Linked DNA regions of Mus musculus: region 2 is linked to region 1. A link is a contact called in public HiChIP or PLAC-seq data. All regions are on one chromosome and are shown on one strand. The core of a region is the stretch at or near the end of the contact, and the rest is flanking DNA. Distances in the headings are between cores, read along the strand shown.

Evidence for each region. HiChIP or PLAC-seq counts read pairs in DNA pulled down with a chosen protein or histone mark.
Region 2: a contact with region 1 is called in an H3K27ac HiChIP or PLAC-seq map of T-cell acute lymphoblastic leukemia, with 4 times the contacts expected there. The contact joins two enhancer-like sites. A contact is called at or near these places in 2 of 15 datasets of contacts at CTCF or cohesin (the NIH/3T3 cell line and large pre-B cells), 13 of 484 Hi-C or Micro-C datasets (B-cell progenitors, the G1E-ER4 cell line, bone marrow-derived macrophages and 8 more), 5 of 115 datasets of contacts at active chromatin or transcription factors (T-cell acute lymphoblastic leukemia, embryonic basal ganglia, embryonic hindbrain and 2 more) and 1 of 9 other capture datasets (pancreatic islet).

What each region holds. Positions count from the first base shown.
Region 1 is chr17:8,590,377-8,594,787 of GRCm38.p6, reverse strand. It overlaps a transcript of Pde10a not described here. Among named protein-coding and RNA genes, the nearest start is that of Gm46585, 140 kb to the left of the region's middle. Within about 2 kb of position 1,932, at least 15 of the 459 cell types and tissues checked have an H3K27ac peak or open chromatin away from gene starts, as enhancers often do. A contact at or near this core is called in T-cell acute lymphoblastic leukemia, where this site is marked.
Region 2 is chr17:8,922,401-8,926,867 of GRCm38.p6, reverse strand. All of the region lies in intron 3 of Pde10a (phosphodiesterase 10A), which reads right to left. Among named protein-coding and RNA genes, the nearest start is that of 1700010I14Rik, 64 kb to the left of the region's middle. Within about 2 kb of position 1,922, at least 19 of the 459 cell types and tissues checked have an H3K27ac peak or open chromatin away from gene starts, as enhancers often do. A contact at or near this core is called in T-cell acute lymphoblastic leukemia, where this site is marked.

The DNA of each region.
Region 1 (4,411 bases), core at 683-3,182:
TTCTTTCCTGCTGACTCTAGGTTATATCAAGTTGACTAAGCTAACCATCCCACTTTGCAACATTCTAAGTCATTTGTATATGCCTATTTTATTATTTTTCCACTTTCCTATCTCCACCTTCTGTGACATAATGTCCACGATGGCTAAAATCTTTGCTTTGTTTTCTGGACAGAGTGTGGCTCAGAGGAAACATCCCATAAACATGTAAGAATACACAGTTCATGTTCTAACAGCTGTTCAACCAGAGACCCTGAAGGAGAGGAGCTCAGACACAGACCAGCTAAGTCTTGAATATTTGGCCAGCATCACTCCTGAGACAGGAAATATAATTAACCACAGGCTGAAGAAGCAAGCAAGCAAAAGCCTGATATTTTCAAGCATGGCAGAGCTCAATCACTCAAAAACCCTCTAATGAGCTCTCAGCACCAGCAATACAACATCAAGCCAATCAACACTCCAGAATTGATGAGGGAGGGATTTATGCAAATTTAAGCCAATAAACACTCCAGCTTGGGTGAGGGCAGAACTTATGAGACCACTCATAATAGCTGAGGAGCTATTGGCAAGTGGTGGCTGCTGAGGGCAGGCTAAGCAGGTGCCATTTCTCTTCCAGGATGTGAACTATAGTCAATTGTCCATGTTCCTATGGATGATCCAACACCCATGGGCATGCAGGTAGAATAAATTGGATTATATTGTTTAAAAGAAAAGAACATGAAGGTGAGAATGATTGGAGGATCTGGGAGGAGTGGGGGGATTTGTGTCAGTTATAATCAAGATAAATTGTATACCTATATGATATGAAATTATCTGAGAACAAGTTAAAATATTCTAAAATGAAAGATCTTCCAGCACAGCCCTCTGTGTGCTTGCGCTCTGTGTTCTTTTTGGTCCTAGGTTCCACCATGTCTTCCAAGAATCCGCTGATAGACTGCCAACTACACATTCCTCAAACCTAACTAGCAAAGTAGATTTTGTGGGGATAGGGTTGACCTTTGGAGATCTCCATCAAGAACAGATGTCTAAAGGGCCTGGTGGCACATGCATGCCTCTCATCCCAGCACTCAGAAGTCAGAAACAGGAGGATTTGTGTTTGAGGCTAGCCTATGTTACATAGCCAGACTCTGCCCCCAAAGGCAAAAATAAATCAACAAACTAAGATGATTTGTACACAATTTTTCCAAATGCAGAATCCAGGGTATGAATTGCTATACTAAGAAACATAGGCTTCGGGCACCTGTCAAGAGAGAACGCTTTTGAGATGGCTGGGTGTGAGTTCACGCTGCTGTTACAACTAACAGCCAGCTACTTCCTGAGTTCACATGCAACAACGCGCCCCACGACATACATCCTCACAGCTTCCCAGTGAAAACATGCCAGTGTCAGAGAAACCAATGGTTCTGCCAAGCCCTGTAGCCTGGATACCCACAGCATATATTCATATAGACATCAGCACCAGGAGGGCCATATCCTTCCAATACACCTGCCATTATTCATATGATACTCCTGAGCAGGAAGTCCGTTCAAAACTTGCCCCTCCCCAGACCTCGTTTGCTCTTACTTCCACAGAAAGCGGTCTGAAAACTTTCCTCAGTTTGACCTGAGCAGCCTCCGCCCAGGGTTGAGCTGCTGCTGGACCTAGCTTCCCAGGAAGGTAGGCATCCCTGCATGTCTGTGATCACGTGCTTGTTGTGTATTTGCTCACTCCATCCTCCCAGTTCACCCGTCATTCATCTGCGCCGGTTCATTCGCTCGCTCACGTGCTCGCTGTTTCTTTGTACACTCCACTCACTTCCTCCCTCAGAGCAGTTTCCAGCGACTTTAGAGTCTCTGACAGGGAGCTAGAGATCGCCAGACTTCCACTCTGCAAGCTAAAACTATCCCATAGACTTCACCCAGCTAAGATCAAAGAGTGATTTCTTCCTCTCCCGCCAGATGGCAGCAGACGCGGGAAGATGAGGGGATGGCGGAGCAGGGAGGAAGGATCTAGTGGAGCCTGACAGTTGGCCAATGCCATTTGTTTTCTAAAAAGAATTTTGACTAGGTGATGGGGAGAGGATTGGTGGAATGGAGCCGACAAATCTCACAGCATCGGCCCAGGGTAATGGCTTTAGCTATGTAACCCAGCTCCCAGACCCCCACTCCTCTCCAGGCAGGTAGAAGAAGCCCTTGCCACATCCCTGTCCTTCTCAGCAGATCCCTGTTAGGCATGCAGGGGTTCCCTACTTTTCACTCAAGACTCATGACGTCATAACATCTAGAACAGCGCAGTCTTCAAGTGAAAATGCTGGGTGAGTCTCTGTGTCCAGAAACAAAGAGAACCTTATCTGCCTGTGTGTCCAGACTTAGGAAAGACAGGTGTTTCTATCACTGAGGGACCCCCACAAAGCCCATGCAGAGGACTGTTACGTGGAATTCTAGGTTCATCTGTCAGCCCCTGGTACCTGTTCTCTTGGACCCCAACTTCTAGGAAAGACCCCTCTCTCACCTTCCTCAACATTGTCTCTTGTAGATTGCCCTTTAAATGGAAAAGCCTTAAATGTCTAAGGGTTGTGGCTAAGGCCTGTGGATTGTACGTGCTCTCTTTAGTGATATAACAACCTCCTCTAGTGTAGGCTACAATGAATGGGTTGTGATTTTCTCCACTTTTGAATCCATTTAAAGGAGTCGTCGTCCCCCCCCCCCTCGCCCAAATAGATTTAAAGTAACTGTCAATGCTACATACAATGAATCTTCCCCCTGCCCCCATGTGCTCTCAGCCACTCACTTATCCCATTTCACCCCATTCTAAGGCCAAGATGCCCTGCAGGAACCACAGGGAGGTGGCCACAGAGGTTCTCCAGCCTCTGAGGTCATCACAGGAAAACCCTCTATCACTCTAGGTCATACACAGACCACTGGGCTGGGGTGCAAAAGAATCAGGAAGAGTTCTAACAGATGTTCCAGGATCCCATACAACACAGAGAAAAGGGAACATGCATTATTTCTATGCTTTGGGGCTAACCACACATCTCCAAAATTATGGCCAGTTCCCAGAGATACATTTTAGAATGGAACTCTACGGAATTGCTTAAATCTAGTCCTACACCCCCATCCCCTAAAGAAATCTGGCAAGGAAAAAAAAATCTCAAAGTATTTTAAATATGTTTAAGTTTTTGTTGGGCCACATTCATAGTTATCCTAAGTCGCGTGATTTAAAAGCTATGGGTTAGACACTGTGACTTAAACAAAAGAGAGTAAAAAGGACCCAGTGTATGGCTCTGGGGCAGGATGCTTTCTGATGTTTAGTGGGGAAAGAGATAAGGAGATCAGCTGAAGGAGAGTGAGACCGGAGTGGAGGAGCCACAAACACAGGATCCCATACAGGGGCGATCCTGGTAGCTCTGAAGAACGCTGGAGAGAAACGGGGACACTGGCAAGATGGTGAGCTCAGAGCCACACTACAGAATAACAGATGGAGAAGTCTGACCTCTGAGCTTCTCCCCTTAGTCTGCCTGTCACCCCCTCTCTATGCCATAGTCCAGCCTAGAATCCCCTCCATTTCTGTTCCCTCTCTTCCCACTCCTGGGACAGCCAATCAGGAAGATCTGCACACATTATGACTTATCCTGCTCAGTTTGGGAGTCCCACCCTGGGTGTTAGGTCAGCTTACATTGTGTGTTACTTCCCTTCTGTGAGACCAAGTGACGTCTGAGGCAAGGAAGCTGCCTTCCCGTGCTCGTATGATAATCTCTAGTGCTTGCTTGGCTCTCCTCTTCGACTTAACATTTACCTGTCGGTTTTATAGGCACCACCATGCACGCACCCATGCAACCCTTTTGCTACAACACCCCTAAGTCATGCCACCCCTGCGCTGCCCTCACACAGTCCACCCTGTACATCACCAAAGCGTCTCATCGGGCCCCACATTCCACCCACCAGTCATGCTTCACGGATAGGATCGGTCATCTTCCTGCTGCTCCAAGAGCACACACACTGCCTATCCATCTTCTCAGAGTAAATGCCAAGTGTACCGTGGCTTTCAAAGCCTGACCTGGCCTCCTCTGTGACCCCTCAACTCCTACCCTCCCTTATCCCCCCCCCCCAGCAGCTCTACACATTTCTCCCTCAATCCTATGGGTCTCTTCTCAAGACTGTCTGATCAAAAAGCTATCCAAGAAACAAGCATGCCTGGATGACGCAGGATACCTGTCCTCCTCTGGTTCCTTCTTGCTTTGCAGAGCAGTGTCATCTGACAGCTGTATACGTGTTCAACAATGGTCTCTCATTTCTCTCTCTGTCTCTATCTCTGTCTCTCTTTCTCTCTCTCTCTCTCTCTCTCTCTCTCTCTCTCTCTCTCTCTCTCTCTCTCTCTCTCTCTCTCTCCCTCCCTCCCTCCCTCCCTCCCTCCCTCTCTCTCTCTCTCCACCCC
Region 2 (4,467 bases), core at 673-3,172, 330 kb before region 1:
AGCAAGATTCAGCAAGTAGACACATGAATAGCTGAGATCTGTTACAAATGTCTCCATATTCAGTCCTTTCTCATAGTCTGGCAATAACCCTTTAATAACAGTCTGTTCCCACTGAGGTCAGCACCTAGCAGCTTCATACACACACACACACACACACACACACACACACACACACATACACACACAGAGAGACAGACAGAGAGACAGAGAGACAGAGAGAGATCCTGGGACATGGATGGACTGCTCATCATGGAATGTCATCTCTGGCCTCTAAGTCTCTCATCTACGTGACAGGGGGTGCACTCTATCCATCTTCAAAACTTTTAACACTTCATAAAGTTCACGTGAGTGCCAAGTGGCAGCTGTCCTTTAAGATAGCTTGTGATCAAGAGCTAAGGAAGTCAGTTCCAGCACTGCCCAGCTTCCCGAACCCTGGGATCCCGTGCCAGTTCACACTGATCTTGCCGCAGAGCAACCTTTATCAAGGGTAACTCCACTGAAGACAGCACCTCGCAACAGGTGCGGTGCCAGAAAACAGAAAGCAGAGTATGTCCAGTCCTACCCGACGGATGTCATGGTATCTCCTACAAAATCTTATTGTGTTGTGTCCTCGACTGTCACCAAGTGGTCACTGTGGTGCCTCCTCACTGTGGTGCCCCAGGGCGTCTGGCATTTGTCTGCACTGTGGATCCTGGAGACTGAGTCGGCTGGCATCCTCAGCCTGCAGAGTAAGCACTTTACGAGCTGAGCTGTCTCTCCAGCTCAGTCGAGGCATTTTAAAGTAAGCAAAGCTATAAATAAAGGGTTTTTTTGGTCATGCAGACACCACAAGCTGGAGTATCCTAACTGCTCTCCAGCTGAGCACTGGCAAGGAATGACCAATGAAGTGCACAAGCCTCAGAGGCAGAGGCGGAGATAGAGGCAGAGGGAGGCACACCATAGTATGGAGTGAGGGGCTGGCTTCCAGCAACCATTCATTTTAAACTCTCAGTGGCAGACAAGGAAACTGCTGGCTGCTCAGTGGTGAGTACTCTCCTAGCATCTGCAAGACCCAGGAATCCACCTTCGGCAATGCCTCAGAAAACAGGCAAGAATAGTTACTGACAGGGTCACAGGAGGCTTACCCTAGAGGTCTGGGAGAAGGGACACGGTAGCTGCACTTTCAGTCCTGGAAAGAGACTCTGAGGACTTCTGCGCCCCCTGTAACAGGAGCAAGGCCTGTTCCTGAGAGCAGAATTGGGGGTTTGGAGAAAGCTAGAGAAGATGCAAGACATCATAGAAGGAGAGCAGACATGGGCCACCAGCTCAGGGGAGAGGCCAGCCTCCCCAAAGGATTCACACTGAGCTGAGGGAATCAGGCAGGATTTTACAAACAAATGGGGTATGCGTCTGAAAAGGTAGTACCATCAATTCTATGCAAGCTAAACGGAAACAACAAAATGAAGAATACTGTATTCAAGGGCTTGGTAAAATGAATATGAACTAATTTAACTTGGAGCAAAAAAGACCACCAGGATGCAAAGAGCTACTCAGATAATAATTCAGGCAAAGGAGAATCATACAATCGTTAAGAGTCATCAATGACAACAGCAAACAATTCCAACACTTCCATCGCTGCTAGAAACCAGCATATAGGCTTCAGGGTGTCCGTCTCTAGTGATTAAAGTTCCCAGCAGTGTGCTCTTGCTGGGGGAAGTAACAAGAAAGCATGAGCAAGCAGCCATGTCTTTGACAAATAAATCAAACACCTTAATGAGAATCTGCGATGGGAGGCCAAATGGATTCATCAAGGCACACTGTTTGTAGGTATTTTCTATATTTCTCTCTTCACAAGAAAGAAGAACATTGAATAGCAATGTTCACACTGCCTGGGCTTCAGAGGACCAGAAGCAGCTGTGCACCTGGGCTTCAAACAATACTTCTGTCGTGATGTCTTTAAATATCTACACCCTGGTGTGGCTTTATGGCTGCTGAGAATGGTCGGGTAAAACAGGTTAACAGCTTGAAATCTTGTGGAAGAGGAATGCTGAGCTCCTGTCTTTAGAACTGGCTATTGTGTGGCTTCGTTACTGAGCTTCAGAGTAAACGGCTCCCAGTGGCTACCATTGGATGTGCCTGTCTTTTACATAGCACCATCAGCATGCAGTCAGAAACAACTCTTCATAGACGAATGGTCTGTGTGTTCAATCCACTGCTGATGCGGTGGGCTTTGCTTGAAATCTGAGCAAGCAGATCCAGTAACACTGAGAGCTGTGCCCAGGTAGCAGGAGGACTCACTGACTTGCCCCGGTAATCGTTTTATATTGAATGCACTTGGGATGCCGGTGTGCTCAGAGCTCCTTAGAGGCTTCCACAGCTCCTGTGGCTTACCTGAATAGCCAGCAGTTAAAGGCTGAAACACACCACCCACAGCCTGGGAGGGAAAGCGTTCTTCTATACACTCACAAGTTCCAGTGCCTGAAGCAACTTCAAGCCTTCAAACCACATGTTTGATCGTGAGAAGCCTGGCTTCCCTCGTAAGCATCCCAAGAGCTCCTCCTCTTTAGGGTGCAGTGACTTTCCAGAAGAGAAATACTCACTGGGCCATTGGATGTTTAGAGTTGAGAATGTTCCCATTTTCTTTTACCTGTCCGGGACCTGGCATCTCTGATGTGTTCTTTGGATACTGCTTTGGTTAATGCCGTAAACTTGGCAGGATCCAGAAAGCAAGCTTTCTGAGTGCCATGTCTGAGAGGGCGTTTCTAGATTAGATTGGTTGAGGTGGGGCAGCCTACCCTACATGTAGACAGTAACACTTCATGTGCTGGGGGGGGAGGGGGGTGGGGCGGGGCTGGGCTGCACTGAAAGATGAAAGTGAACTGAGTACCCACATCCATCTCTGCTCCCCGATCTCATCTGCAGGGCGACAGCTGCTCCACTCGGCTGCAACGGCTTTCCCACCAAGACGGGCTGTCATCCTCCTCCAAATTGTGAGCCCAAACAAGCCCCTCCTCTCTCAAGTTGTCTCTCCTGGGTACTTTGTCACAACAGTAGGGACCGTTACTGATACACTTTCCGAGTCTTCTGGATCTGTTCATTATCAAAGTGACAGGTTCTGCTGGCCTTCCATAGGCTTGTCAGTAAGTATTATCTTGAATCATATAAAGCCACCACATAGCTAGTACCTCTCTCTCTGTCTCTCTCTGTCTCTGTCTCTGTCTCTCTCTCTGTCTCTGTCTCTTTGTCTCTCTGTCTCTCTGTCTCTCTGTCTCTCTGTCTCTCTCTCTCTCTCTCTCACACACACACACACACACACACACAGAGTATGCCTGGTGTGTATGTACTTACACTCATAAACCCTCCAGGCTGCAGATTTTATAAGTGACCACTACTTGAGTACTTAGGCTTAAAAGAATCAGCTTTCCCATGCTACACATGTCCTCACTTTATTTTCCATTGTTTGGGGTTTTTTGTTGTTGCTGCTGTTGTTTCCTTCTGGTTACCTTGAAATCACCTCTAAGGTGGTACAGCCTGGCCTCAAACTTACTATGTGGAAGAGGCTGGCCTCCTTCTTCTGTCTCTCTCGTGTGCTGGGATTACACACACATGCTTGGTCATATCTGCCAGCTGTGGCTGTCAGCTGGAGGAGGCAGTTACTCCAGGTCCTCCCCTTCCTTCGGAGGCCAGCTGCCTCTGTGCTCACTGTCACTCTTAACAACAGAGCCATGTTTATGCTTTGGAATTGACTGAGCCCTGTCGTAAAATCAGCCATATTATCTTACATTTGCATTTTTACGGAATTCAATACTAATAGAACTTTACCCTGAAAGGGGGCTGGTGCTGTTCCTGGGGGACACTGGGGGTAGCCTACTTCAGTTTATAGCCACCTAGACAGAAAACCCCATTTTCTACTCATTCACAGAGAAGCCCTGCATCTTGAGTCCCACCTTCCTGCTTCCTCTGCCTTGTTTAGTTATAACCAGGTTTTCTGCCAGCCCATTAGAAAATCTCTCCAAAGGGGCTTGAGAGACAGCCCAGCAGTTAAGAGCACTTGCTGCTCTTCTAGAGGACCTGAGCTCAATTTCCCACACCACATGGTGGCTCACAACCATCTTCTAACTCCAGTTGCAGGGGATCAGAAGGTGCCCTTTCCTGTGGACACCCCTGGGGCAGCTGATCACGTGATCCTTGAGGGAGGGCCTTCTCCAGGGAGCACTCTGACTTTCTGGGAGATGGGGTACTTGCAAGAGCAACTTCAGCAAGGAGCAGGGTGTGCTTCCTGCCCCTGCTGCTCCACCACCCAGCTCCGGGTCTATACTCCCCACCAAGAAAGAGATTCAAAGGAGAGAATCAAAGAAGAAATACTAGCAAGTAAGCAAAGAGATGTGAAGGACTTGAATACCAAGGGGAAAATCCTTTCTGTGAAGTCAAAAACTATTCCTGAAAGTTAAGAAGTTCAGCCTCTTGGGACACTTGCTTCTGTGTAAA